Regions from separate parts of the Mus musculus genome. Here region 1 is linked to region 2. The links are chromatin contacts, called in public HiChIP or PLAC-seq maps. All regions are on one chromosome and are shown on one strand. The core of a region is the stretch at or near the end of the contact, and the rest is flanking DNA. Distances in the headings are between cores, read along the strand shown.

The links. HiChIP or PLAC-seq counts read pairs in DNA pulled down with a chosen protein or histone mark.
Region 1: a contact with region 2 is called in an H3K4me3 HiChIP or PLAC-seq map of neural progenitor cells, with 20 read pairs. The contact joins the enhancer-like site here to the promoter of Tnc in region 2. A contact is called at or near these places in 1 of 39 promoter capture datasets (neural stem cells), 1 of 484 Hi-C or Micro-C datasets (stem cell-derived neural stem cells), 2 of 115 datasets of contacts at active chromatin or transcription factors (astrocytes and neural progenitor cells) and 2 of 9 other capture datasets (macrophages and pancreatic islet).

Annotation. Positions count from the first base shown.
Region 1 is chr4:64,199,025-64,205,600 of GRCm38.p6, reverse strand. The region is part of intron 1 of Gm31115 (a long non-coding RNA gene); the gene reads right to left. Among named protein-coding and RNA genes, the nearest start is that of Gm31115, 48 kb to the right of the region's middle. Within about 2 kb of position 5,305, at least 21 of the 459 cell types and tissues checked have an H3K27ac peak or open chromatin away from gene starts, as enhancers often do. A contact at or near this core is called in neural progenitor cells, neural stem cells and stem cell-derived neural stem cells, where this site is marked.
Region 2 is chr4:64,043,811-64,050,543 of GRCm38.p6, reverse strand. Tnc (tenascin C) reads left to right here and starts at 3,608. Exons shown (of 27, transcript NM_001369211.1): 1 at 3,608-3,795. All of the region lies in intron 4 of 8030451A03Rik (a long non-coding RNA gene), which reads right to left.

The DNA.
Region 1 (6,576 bases), core at 4,056-6,555, 150 kb before region 2:
TGGGTGATTTTGGGGTGTCGCCTCTCCTAAGTCAGAACGTGGGGGAGTCCTCACGTTGTGGGTCTTTCAGTACCATAAAGCAATAGCTCCAGAGAATAGATAATCACTGCAATTGCAGTGATTATTGATGTATTATACAGAGATTATTATTGCTGACATTATTACATTTGTTCAAAGAAGCACAAGCACATAAGACATGGGCGTGAATTAATTTCTCACAATGTGATAAGTATGAGTTTGGTTTTCATGTTTCATAGAATGTGACACTCTCAGAAACTCTATTTACTAGTGAAAAAAAGGTTCCCTGGAAAGTTTAATAAACCAAGTCATAATAAAATTAAATATTGCCTTCTAAATTCACAGAGGTTTTGAGGCTTTGAATCAAGATTCAGACCCTGGAAGGCTTATTCAGACAACTTTCTCATGGGTACTTAGATGACAATTTCCTACATGATATGTTTCAAAACCAGGTCCTGTGGCTCCCTAGGAGCCACCAAATATGGGTAGGAATAACCCCCAAAGCCCTCTTTCTCTCTCCATACACTTGCTTTTATTAATACTGCATGTGTGATTTTAAATAAACTTATAATTTTTAAAAAGTTACATAACTGCTAAGCATTTAGTCTAGACAGACTATGTTACCCAGAAAGAGAATGAACCATGGACTCTGTGGAGATTGACAAGGAAGAGCACAGCCAGTGACATGTTGTTTGTGACATATTTTTCACAGGATTTTACACTAATGCTGGTACTACAGATGATTCCTCATTGAGACAATACTTGGGGTGTCCCAGGTAGAAGACTTTAGATGCTTAAATGGCTGCTAAACAACCTTGGAGTTTCAGCACTAGCCTTAGGAACAGCAGCCCAACCAAGAGAATGGAAATAAAAACGGCTTTAAAGGAATATTCCAATTCCAGCACTTGGGAGGCAGAGGCAGGCAGATTTCTGAGTTCGAGGCCAGCCTTCTCTACAAAGTGAATTCCAGGACAGCAAGGACTACACAGAGAAACACAGTCTCAAAAAACAAAAAACAACTACAATAACAACAACAACAAACGGAATATTCCTAAAATAGCCTTAGAATCTTGAAATTTCTTTGATGTCTCATTTTACATCATAAAATGTTAAAATAACAACCCTACACGTCTGGCTGAGCTAAAGGATTTGAGAAAAGCCTTCTTTGTTCCTTTAAACTCTAGCAGCTTCCAAATAGGCGTTTGAATGCTATTCCTCTTGTAATTGTAGATTGGACTTTTGGGGTGTACAATATAGCTGTGTTTTTCACTAATTGCATCAGTTTGTGTTGCCATGAGCTAAGTACAATAAAAAGTCTCAAGTATACAATTTATGAGGAGGACACCCAGCGAGCTCATTAAGACAAGGAGCCTTGCCATCTTCAATTTATTGCCTTTTTAAAAGGACTTTGTAACAAACTATTCCATGATATTGCATTTACAAATGAGTTAATAAGATCACTTTCACTTTACATGGCATTGTCTCCAGGGCACCATCATGACTTTGCTCCTCACAATTTCTTTAAGAGCCCCAGGCATACCTGTAGCACACTGTTGTAGCTTGAATAAAAAGGGTCCCTATAGGCTGACAGTGGTTGGCCACTGTCTTAGTTAAGGTTTATATTTATGTGATAAAATACCATAACCAAAAGCTTTTTGAACAGAAAAGCATATTTATGCTTACATATCCAATTCGCAGTCCACCAGGAAGGTAAGTCATGGGAAAAACCCAAGGTAAGAATTGAAACAAAACCATGGAGGGGTGCTGCTTACTGGCTTACTCCATAAGGTTTGCTCAGGACCACTGTCTCAAGGGTGACACTAACAGCCATGAACTTGACCCTCCCACATCAATCACTAATTAAGAAAAGGGGATCCATCCTATAAACAACCACCAAACCCAGACACTATTCAACAAGATTGTACTGACAGGACCCTGATATAGCTCTCTCTTGTGAGGTTATGCCAGTACCTGGCAAATACAGAAGTGGATGCTCACAGTCATCTACTGTATGGAACACAGGACCCCCAATGAAAGAGCTAGTGAAAGTACCCAAGGAGCTGAAGGGGTCCGTAACCCTATAGGAGGAACAGCAATATGAACTTACCAGTACCTCCCCCTACCCCCAGAGCTGGTGTCTCTAGCTGCATATGTAGCAGAAGATGGCCTAGTCAGCTATCAATGGGAGGAGAAGCCCTTGGTCTTGCTAAGTTTATATGCCCCAGTACAGGGGAATGCCAGGGCCAGGAAGAGGGAACGGGTGGGTTGGGGAGCAGGGTGGGAAGGGGAGTATAGGGGACTTTTGGAGAAGAAACTAGGAAGGGGGATAGCATTTGAAAGGTAAATGAAGAGAATATCTAATTTAAAAAATTTAAATTAAAAAAAGGGAAAAAAATTTTTAAAAAAGAAAGAAAGAAAATGCCCACACAAGCCTGCTGACAAACCAATTTTATTGAGGTATTCTCAGAGTTGTTGTTGTTTCCTCTTCTCTGATGACTGTAGTTTGTCTCAAATTGACAAAAACAAAAGCAAGCAAGCAAGCAGAAACAAAAACCCCATCATAATCATCACAGTGTTTCCTTTCTTTCCTCTCAAAAGTCCCATCGTTGATCTCTCTTGAGATTGCATACTCCAGTGAGGGCTTAATAGTAATGGTGGAGAGGCAGACTCATCATAACAAACACTGGAAGTGAAGTCAGAGATGAATCCCAGACATTTACTCACTAGCTCTGCCTCCATAGAAGGATCATCTCATCTTGCCTTGTTAAAGCAAAGTGTGCTCATCTGGAAAACCAGGGTCAAATATCCAATGTCATTAGACATACTACCTATATATTCACCACTTCTACCATGAAAGTACTTCCATCATTAGCTAGTATCTAGTTGCCCAGATAATTATTAACACCCGTTCTCTTGAGAATGTAATAAGGCACAACCTTCTTCCTGGATTATTTCCTTCAAGCACATCTTTCCTTACTCTATAGACTGTAGGATGTAAAACCATGCCAGGAAATTTGGTGAGATGCAGCAGGTTGAGACCAAGAGACTCAGTGGGCACACACCTAAAGTTTAGGTAACTCCAGGCTCTGGGCCTGAAACATTTGCCACACTCTTCACATAAAGAAATATGTCCTTTGATATAGGCCCAAAACAGAGTTCTCCATGCTAATAAGGTACCTAGATGTCCAGAGGACTTAGCCAATAAGCTTCCCTTCATAGACATTCCTCCCTGAAAAATGTATTTACTCTCAGGTCTACCCTGAGAAGTGGGTACGGTAGGTTATACATCCATTTTCCATCATGAACAACCAATAAACTGTTTAGAACCATGGGCTGTCTCTTTCATCAATATCCACTGGGGGAGCCATGGAGAAGGCACTCTAACACAGCTTAATTCTCTTGTAGATGAATTTTCTGCACTCCCAGTCATAACCACCACCAAGCCTGCCTCTACCAAGCTAAGGATAATCACCAGTAGGACAAGCAGGCACTCCCCTTTCCCCCAGCCCCAGACTAGACCTGTCCCCAGCCTGTGGTCTACCTACACCATTGTTGGCTCTTGTAAAACTCCCAGCAATGCCTGTATGTCCAAGAGTCTGAGAATCCCACAGCCTCAGCCTTGTCACAGGCCCTGGGACCCCTAAACCACACTTTAGACTGTGATTTCCCACCCTGGAATTGTGTTTCCATACTTCCAAACAGCCCACCACCATCCCGGCAGCAGTGTGGGGTAGGCACAGTCAAACTGACCAGTAGCAGAGCAGACACAGTCAAACACTAGACATTTTTTAAGTTCTTCCCATTATTTTTATGTTTCATCAAAAAGCAAGATATGAGTCCAACATGCATGTTGTGATTGTACACCTTATCCAAATTTGACTCACATATTAGAAAATGCAGTATGCCAGTACCTTGTTGTGGTATTTCTCTAAAAATGTTCACATCCACAACCAAGTTGACAGTGTTTCTGGAAACTTAATGAAATATTTTTTTTTATTTTTCAAATACCACAATTTTGGAAATGCCACCTTGTTCAAAAGTTTTGCTTTTGAACCTACAGGGCGATGATATGCATACTACTTCTTCATCTTGATTAGGTAGTATAAGTTACTTCAGAATACTGAAGACGATATCAAGGATACACAGGTAATAGAATTCAGACCTGCATTCTTAGTCAGAACTTTCTACTGCCATGATGTTACCACATCAAAGGCTGATTACAGGATCAGCACATAAATAATAGTGATAATAATAAAAATGATGGCAGCTAATGTTTATTAACTATGAGATGCCAGAAAAGACATTAAACATACCTTAATGATTATTTCATTTTGTTCTTATGTTTGTACATATATTTTATGGCATGAGCCTGTTCTCTTAGAATTGTAAAGATAAAGAGATCTGGAAAGCTTAACGCACTGAGTTAACAAAATGAGTAAGTGGAAGAGTGGGAACTGCAAACTAGATTCATCAGGCGGCAAAGCAAGAGCCTCACAAAGTTTGCATGTTGAGTTTCCCCAGGGATAACCCCCAACAGGAATTTAGTCCCCTCCTTTTTGTTCCCACAGTACTGGGTATACCCCACTATTAGAGTGTTCAGTGTCTATATTATAGTTATTAGCTTAAATGCTTAGATTCTCAACGAGTCTACATGTCATTTGTGTGACATTCTGCATCTCTTATTTTTGCATTCTAATACCTGGCAGAATGACTTATGCACACTAGCATTGGTTCAAATTAACAAATCATAGGAAATATCTCTTGTATTTAAAATGAGTCATTGTCTCTTCACCTCCCAGAGAAGGACTGTCCATTTATAAATAAGGACAATTCTTATTCTTTGATGCCAAGCAATGCTCACAATTTTGTGTTCATGAGCCAGTACATGTGTGCAACTGGCAAGAAGCATTCTGGGAGAAGGCTACCCTATTATTACAAGACACTATTGAAAAGGGACCAAAGAAGAAAATTCCTACTGTCCTAACATGATCCAGCTGTAGCAGACAAGTTGTCATTACACCAACAGAAAGCTATTGCCTCTTGACTCAAAACTAACAAATTGGCCTGAAGTTACAGGATACAATCTACATTGCATATTGTTATGAACTCAAACTTCATTGTAAAAATGCACGCTATCTCTGCGTGGGGAAGCTGTCATTGTGTCACAGCACCAGGTATGCAATCAGCGTCTGATGGGCAGGTTGCCAGGATGGCCATCTGTGTTGTGCTTGGTTGCTAGGGCACAAACAAGGATCTGTGTAGGATCTTGTTTTCACCCCAGCCACAAAAGCCTGGAGCAGTGACAAAGGCAGCTCAAAGTGCTACAGCATCAAGGAAATGTATATATTTTGCTTAATTTGTGGAAGTGCTACAGAAGGCAGCTCAGAAAACCAGGACTTGGATCTGGGCTCTGCAACTAAAGGTTCCAACATAGATTCTTGCTTTTCTGAAAATACTAAATCCCTATGGGCATATATAGAGATTCTAAGATCCTATCACATCAACAGTATATTAAATACTTATAGATACTATGCAGACTAACATCTAGATCCTTTAACATTTATAAATTATTGGAATGTAGACTGAAAGGACATTGCCAAATGCTTCTTACACAAATAACTTCTTAGAGTAACTACAAAGCAAACAGTTCTAATATTTAAAGTTATCTTCTTTTGTTTTAGTTTTTAGTAATTAATCTACATAAGGAAATGTGAATTCTGATAGCAGATGAGGTTAAACATGACAAAACCATAAAGGTGGAACAATATGGCTAGGAGAAGAGACATGAGTAGGGTGTGGGACAGTCATAGTAGACTAATACAAATGGTTAACTAAAGCAAGAATCTTTTATTATGAACTTTATAATGAAAATTATTCCATTTATGTCGGCCACATGAATCAAGATAAATAGTTTTTAACCTACCCTCAGGGTATTAGGCACTACGTAGATATTGTAGATTCAAAGACAAAGAAGAAAGTGTCTTTGCACAGTCTAGCCAGAGACACACTTGGACAATAAGCAATTTCGATGTAGGCTGATATTTATAGCAATGTGAAGTCATCTAGAAGCCAGAGAAAGAAACCAAGACTACCTAGGAGGAAATAGGCAAAGGAGTCTTCACAGCAGACATGAATTCCAGTTTAAGTCGTAAAGCCCAAGAAAAACATCACAGTGAGGCCATTCCAGGCAAAAGAAAAAGAGTATGGAAAGCTGGAAAACCTGACAGAAAAAAAATATGGGTTCATTTTCTCTACTTCAAATGCAAACAAGTTGTCTTTTAAAAGTTCTGCATTTCATGAGTGAGAGATTGGAATGTTCAATGTGCAATTCTGAGCTGGCTAATTTTCTTTATACTGTATCATATCACACCAGAAAGCTCGGCAAAGTATGTCAATTAATGGTATATCAAGGTTATTATTAACACACTAAGCACAGAGTACTTACTGATCATCAAAAGAAGGGTTAGGAAGATCTGCCTCTTTATGGTCAGATCCCCAATTGTGTGTAACATCATGACACATCTTTCTTTGAAGCCCCTGGTACATAGGTAGCAGAGG
Region 2 (6,733 bases), core at 2,359-4,858:
ACACAGACCTACCTGCACAGAATGGAAGCTCTGAAAGGAATTCAGTGGCCATTAGATGACCATGAGGAACTCCTGCATAGCAAATAGAAGTGTTAGTTGCCCAAGGGAATAAACAACCTGTGGCAAGGGAGAAAATCCTCACTATTTATTCATCTTATAGGAATTAATATCCATGGTATATAAAAATATTTTTTTAAAAATCCAAAAGAGCAAATTCATTCAGCATATGGGCAAAAGAGCTAAATGGACAGTTCCCAAAAGATTAAATAACTAGCAATAAATACATGGGAACTGCTTAGGCTACTTCTCGATCAGGGAAACAAACATCCAAACTGCTAGAAGGATCCATCTGACCCCAGTCAGAAAAGCTGTCCTGAAGAAAACAAAGTCCAACCAACAGTTATTGGCAAGGGTGTCTTTTGCTGCTAATGGGAATGTGAATTCAATTCACCCAATAACTATGAAAATCTCTGTGGAGGAAGTTCAATAGGTTGAAACTAGGGCTATGGCAGTTAGCCTGAAATATCGGAGTCAGTTTACTGTGGAGATTCTGGAGTAGCCACATTGATCATGGCACCACTCACAATCCATCTACCTGTCATCTGCAGACGAGAGGAGGAGGAGGAGGAGGAAGAGAAGGCACTAGATACACCCAGAGAAGTTTTATTCAGCCATAAAGAAAAATACAGCTACGCCATTTGCAGAAAAATAAACAGAACTGGAGATCACCTTGCTAAGTCAAATAAGCTAAACTCATGCAGGAAGACAAGCACTGCACGTTTCTCTTACATATGCAAATTAGGAGCGAGAAACAAGCAAATGGAGCAGGACAGTCAGGGGTATGGAGGGCAAGGGTAGGCAAGGCATTAGAAGACTGATTATCACAGTATTATGTGCACTATGGAAACAGCACAACAAATGCAATCACTCAGTATTATTACTCTATGTAAAGTATAAAGAGTCCAGGGGGACAGAACAGTGTCTAGTCTGAGCAGTCCTCCTCACTGTAAGGCTGAAGTATAGCTAGAATTATGATGTTTCTCAGCACTTTGGGAGAAAACTTTTTTTGTTAGTGAAAGGGTCTCTTGTTTGTTCTTGGAGGTTTTGGTTGGTTGGTTCTGTTTGTTTGTCTTCTAGAGAAGGTTTCAGTCTAGGCTGGCCCAGACTCATGCTGACTCCCAGGCTTGAACCTCTCAAATGCCATGATCACGACAGGATGAGCCTCCATAACCTGCTGAACATTCATTTTACAAGTAGATTGCAGTACAGCAGAGGCTGAACCTCCAGCCAAGGGGATAGCATGGGCTAGGCCGAGGCTCCTCACATATATGTAGCAGATGTGCAGCTTGGTCTTCACGTGGCCCCCCACCTCCTCACAACTGGAGCAGGGGCTGTCTCTGAATCTGTTTCTTGTCTGTGGATCCCACTCCTCTAGCTGGGCCACCTTGTCTGGCCTCCGTGGGAGAAAATTCACCTGCAGAGAGATTTGCTATGTCAGGGTGGGGTGACACCTAGGGCCTGGCCCCCTTCCCAGGTAAAAGGGATGGGGGAAATGGGGGAAAGAGCTGTAGGGCAGGCACTGGGAGGAGAGGGAGGCTGGATACTGGGATGTGGAGTGAATAAATAAATTAATGGAAAAAAAGATAGATCTCAGGTGTCATGTGACACATTTCTGTGACCACTGATGGTTATAGTCTTATGTGTCAGGATCACCATCCTCAGGGCCTCCCATCTGACTTCGCTTTCCAGTAATAGGTTAAGCAGTTTGTGGTAGCTGTGAATTCATGATTGACTATAGAACACTAAGAATTGTTGGGGACCAGGGATGTCAAGTCTGGAACATTCTTAGAAGCCCTATTAATCACACGGCTTTTAGCAGACTCTCTCAGCTTACCTTGTTCAGACATAAGAAAATGGTTACAAATAAATTGATTATATATTTATTGTATATAAACATAGCTCATAGGACACATGGAGTAAAGACATGTCTAACACTTTCTCTGCTAACTGAGAAGAGGTAGCCTGGGTCTGCTTAGGAAAGCCTAGAGGCGTGGAAGCATTCACTACTGGTGGAAAGACAGGCTTGTGCCACTGAAATATGTTTTGGCTAACACGCAGAATGAAAAAATTCCCAAAGCAACCAACATCTGAATCAGCCCAAATGGTTTAAAAGTTCAAATGAGTCGTTTTACGACATGACTATTTATGGCTGTTCCTGATGTCTGAGCGGTGTGTGTGTGTGTGTGTGTGGGGGGGGGGGGGATAGGGAACACTTAAGCAGGCAGTCTTCGAGTCCTGGAATCGGTGCCACCCTAGGGATAGCCTAATTTTGTCTTGCTTTATTCTCCCAGGGAGATTGAAACTAAATGTTATGAGAAAGGCTGAAGGATGGTATCAATCAGTAAGTGGATGGTTGAAATTTCCGATAATAGTTGTTAATTAAAACATCAGAAGTCTCTTCTAAATTACAGAACAAAGAGATGCATTTTCCACAGTCCAGCAAAGCAGCTGTGTCTGTTGTCATGGGTGACAGTTTCCTACTTAAGCATCACTCACTGTTTCTGGTCACCAATGTGTCATGGAGCCATGAATTCTAAGTGCTTCCCAGGCACAATTCCTTGATGGCATTAAACTGCTTCTCTAAATTGCAGGGTATAAGCACTGTCCCAAACAAGCCCAGAAGTACCGTGAGCTGAGCTTGGCCCCAGGTGCCTTGGGGATACTTTAACATGCTAAATGAGGACTTCAACCTAAATAGTGTTACCTTTTGAAATATATTAGTGCTTCTCTAAGAAAAAAAAAAAAAAGTCTTCACTCAGCACCTAGGTACACTGAGAGCTCAGGAGTACACCCTGAGCTAAGTACTACACCCTACTTAGTAGACCCTACTAAGTAGAAAGCACTTAGTATGTGGCATAAACAATGTCAAAAAGTGACTCCTGAGGGGACATTGGGATCTGGATAAAGATTCCTCCAGGCAGCTGGGCACCGCTGGGTCCTGCTTCAGAAAAGCTCACTTTTCTAAGCTCCCAGTATGGTTCCCACCTGCTGAGAACTAATCTTGGGTTATCTCCAAGCTGGCCAAGAGAAACCTGAACTGCCCCGGGCTTGCTCAACTCTCCTCGATCTCCTCTTTCCAGGAACTCAGGTTCAGCCCTCAGGCTTTCTCCGAGGTGCCACCCCGCAGCTGCTGCCCAGAGCCTGAGGGAACCCAGGTCGTGTTTCCAGCTTGCTCTAGTCCAGGAGCAGCGCCAGGATCCAGTTCCCTCATATCCCAGTTCCCAAGGCTTCTGTTTCACAATTAGAATACTCATTTGTGGAGCAATGCAAAAATCACACTTCACTAACAACTACTCTGCGGGGGCGGAGGGAGCTGAAATTCCTACTTTTTTTTTTCTTCACTATAAATTGTATGCAAATGGTCCGTTAGCTGGCGGCGCGCCTGGAGTGAGTGCGTCTTTCATGAGCTAACCCTGTTCCGCTGGGAGGGCTGTGCCTTTAACTCACCAACTGAAAAAAAAAAAAGTGGGAAAGGATGTCTGGAGGCGAGGCGTCCCATTACAGAGGAAGGAGCTCCCTATATAAGCCTGCCAAAGCTGGCTGCTCCGGCCACAGCCTGCCTACTGTCACGCGTCTCTCCCGCGCGCAGACACACACCCTAGCCTCTGGTGGGCACAGACAGTGGCTGGGAAGACGCTAGGGACCGCGCGCTTGGGAACTCGTTGTGGCTTAACCCAGGTACTTCTTCACGGAGCTGGTGCACCCAGAGACTTTGCTTTTCCCGACCTGGAAAAGGTGAGTCTGTTGATCCCATCACCCAGGATCTTTCTGGTGTGCTCCTGGCATTCCCGGTACCCAGTAAGATGTGGGTTTGTAACTATAAAACTTTTGTTTAATTTCCAAGCCCGGTGTGATCAGATGCGGCCCGATTATTCTGTGCTTGCCCTCCTGCGGTCATGTATTTGGTATGGATCTGTCAATAGTCAGAGGAACTCAGGGAACTTTTGGTAAAGTTTTGTCTCTGCCTTTCTTTGGAGGAAATGTCTTACTTTAACTCTTACCCTTTTACCTCGTTGATTCTCACCTGTGGATTTTCCCCTTTTGGAGCGTTAGAGAAGTTGCATTTTAAAGTGGCATTCACTCACAGCACTTGGGTGGGATGAGTACCACGTACCCGTAGTAGGGAGAACACAACCGTGCATCTACACAGTCTCAGCACTTGACAGTTTTCGTTCCCCTCTTGTCCCATTTGATCCTCAGTGTCCACTCTGGGGAAAGATAAGAGCTGGATACCAGAGCTAGGAGATGAGTTCTGGGCACGGATGAAAAGCCCACAGGCTGTAAGATGAAACTGGTGGGCACGTCTGTGGGTTCTTGAAGCAGGGTGCCATCCTCCTGATTCAGAGACCTCAGGTGGGGCATGTGTAGAAGGTTTGGAGGCATCTGAACCCCATATTGCTCCCAAATCGGCCTCCCTCCTGACACTTTATCCCAGAACCCCAGTAACATATTCCCTTCCCTGGTGAACTTTGGAAAGAGCACAGAGATTCCTCTATGCCATCGTTGTGACAGGGGGAATAAGAGGTTGGGGTTTGACCCTAGAAGTGGCTTGGGCATTCCCACTAGTGCCACTACAACATAAATGTGTCAGGAAAATATGTAACTTCTATGGACCTTAGTTTCCACTTCTCTAAAGTGGGGACAGCAGCTCCCCTTATAATGAGGAGCGAATGAGGAACAAAAAAGATCAAATCAGCAACTGGGCAATCTCTGTCATGGCCCAAAGCTGCCAACACCCTGGACGTGAAAAGCGGGGCCTCTTAACCCAGTTTTTCAGTGTGTCTGCTTACCCCCAAAGCCTCTGCCTTCTTATCTTGCCCAATCTGAGACAGCCTGCTAGCCTGGCACGTAGTGTTTTACAAGCAAGGGGTGTGTTGGCACCATTAGGAGAAAAGGTGGCAGCCTCGGGCTTGATGTGAATCTGGAGTTCTGACTCCAGAATGTCCTCAGGCATTTACAGGCTGAAGTGCTTGGCTATGGAGTGCTGTGTGGCTGGTGGTCTTTGGAATCAGATTCTTTGCCTCAGAGGATGAGCCAGACTGGGAGCTCTCTTTAAGAGTGAATGCCTCTTTTTCGTGTGTTTTCGTGGAATCTTTTTTTTTCTTTGTTTTATAGAGCTTTCCCTATATGCACCTTAGAAATGAAAGCTGCTCCCCACCCCACTGCCTTTCCTGAGATGCAACAAAGCTCACCAGGGCTGGTGAGAGGCATGCTCTGTCTAAATAAGCTGATGGAAAGTTCTCCTGTCCTATGAACCAAGGCTTTCGAAGGGCATGGGGGATGGGGGTAGTGTGCCTTGGCCTGGTACATTCCAAGAATGTGACCACATCTAGGGAAAGAAGGGGGTGCAGTGTGTGAATATTCTCTGGGTTACTCAAATGGGGTGAGCACGAGAGAGAGAGAGAGAGAGAGAGAGAGAGAGACAGAGACAGAGACAGAGACAGAGACAGAGACAGAGAGAATGGGTGAAGCCAAGCTTGGTAATCACCCACTCCCTCATTTGTTCAAAACACCTAGCTTCGCGCTCTTGGCCTCTCTTTCCCCTGTCTCAAGAGGTGACAAGGCTTCCATCCATCAGTTTTGTCACTCATACAAAGAGGGTGAGGAGTTACCTCTCCTGGGGCTCTGTGACATACACACCAGAAGAGTTCAATAGACAGAGGTGTTTCTGTTTACCTTGTTACTAGATCACAGATACTTTCAAGATTAATGTCCTAAACAAATGTTTGTCAAGTTTAACAATAGAAGCAGTTATTAATAAATTATGAACAACCCTCCTCCCTGAGTTTCTGACAGATAAAAATGAGGTTGCATGGGCTAACATGGGGTTAAGGGGTGCAAACACACTATTCATACCCCTGGAACATTTTTACCACATTGCAAACAATGGGACACACAGCTCCAGATCTCACAGCTAGGCAGTGCTTACTCAGATCAGTGTTCTGAAATCCAGCAGCTATGGGAGTAAGGACAGTTCCCCAAATGAAACAGGAGACAGGAATTTTAGAGGCTTAAGAAAGGTTGGTTACTTCAATCAATGTCAGTAATCACTATAGCCAGCATAGAATTAACCAGTGTATGAGCTATAGGCTCTTGATGCTTCCCTGGGCATCATGGTATCAAATGGCCACAGCAGGTCTCTGGAGCATGGGTGTACTTATAAGACAGAGAGACTCACAGAGCAGAGAGATTGGGTCTTGGAACTCAAGTGATAGGGCCAGAATCTAAGCTCATATCTTTCTTTGGAGGCTGTGCTTCTTTTCAACGTGTCAGCTTCTTGTATAGCCCTCAGAGGGAAAGCACTTCCCTTCTGACAAAATATGCCCCACCAGGCAGACTGTGGCCACCCATAAATACAGCAATAGCCTGATCATATAACCAGAATAGAATTTGGAAAGGGAACTCAGGCTGACAGAATGAAAAACATACTCCCTGAATCCTATCCGTTCTCATGTTCGCTGTGAACTAAAACCACCTCTCATCTCTCTTCCCGCAGTTTCATGAACTTACAAACTGGCTTTCACAAAGCATAAAGGCTCCTCCATACTGAGGCTGTATGGGTTTGAAAAGTAGAACTTGAGAAACAAATATTTAGTTGGTTCTCCATATACAGTTCCTCTATGGTAGTCAGACACTGACATAAAATAGCTAATAGTCAGGGATGAAGTGTGAC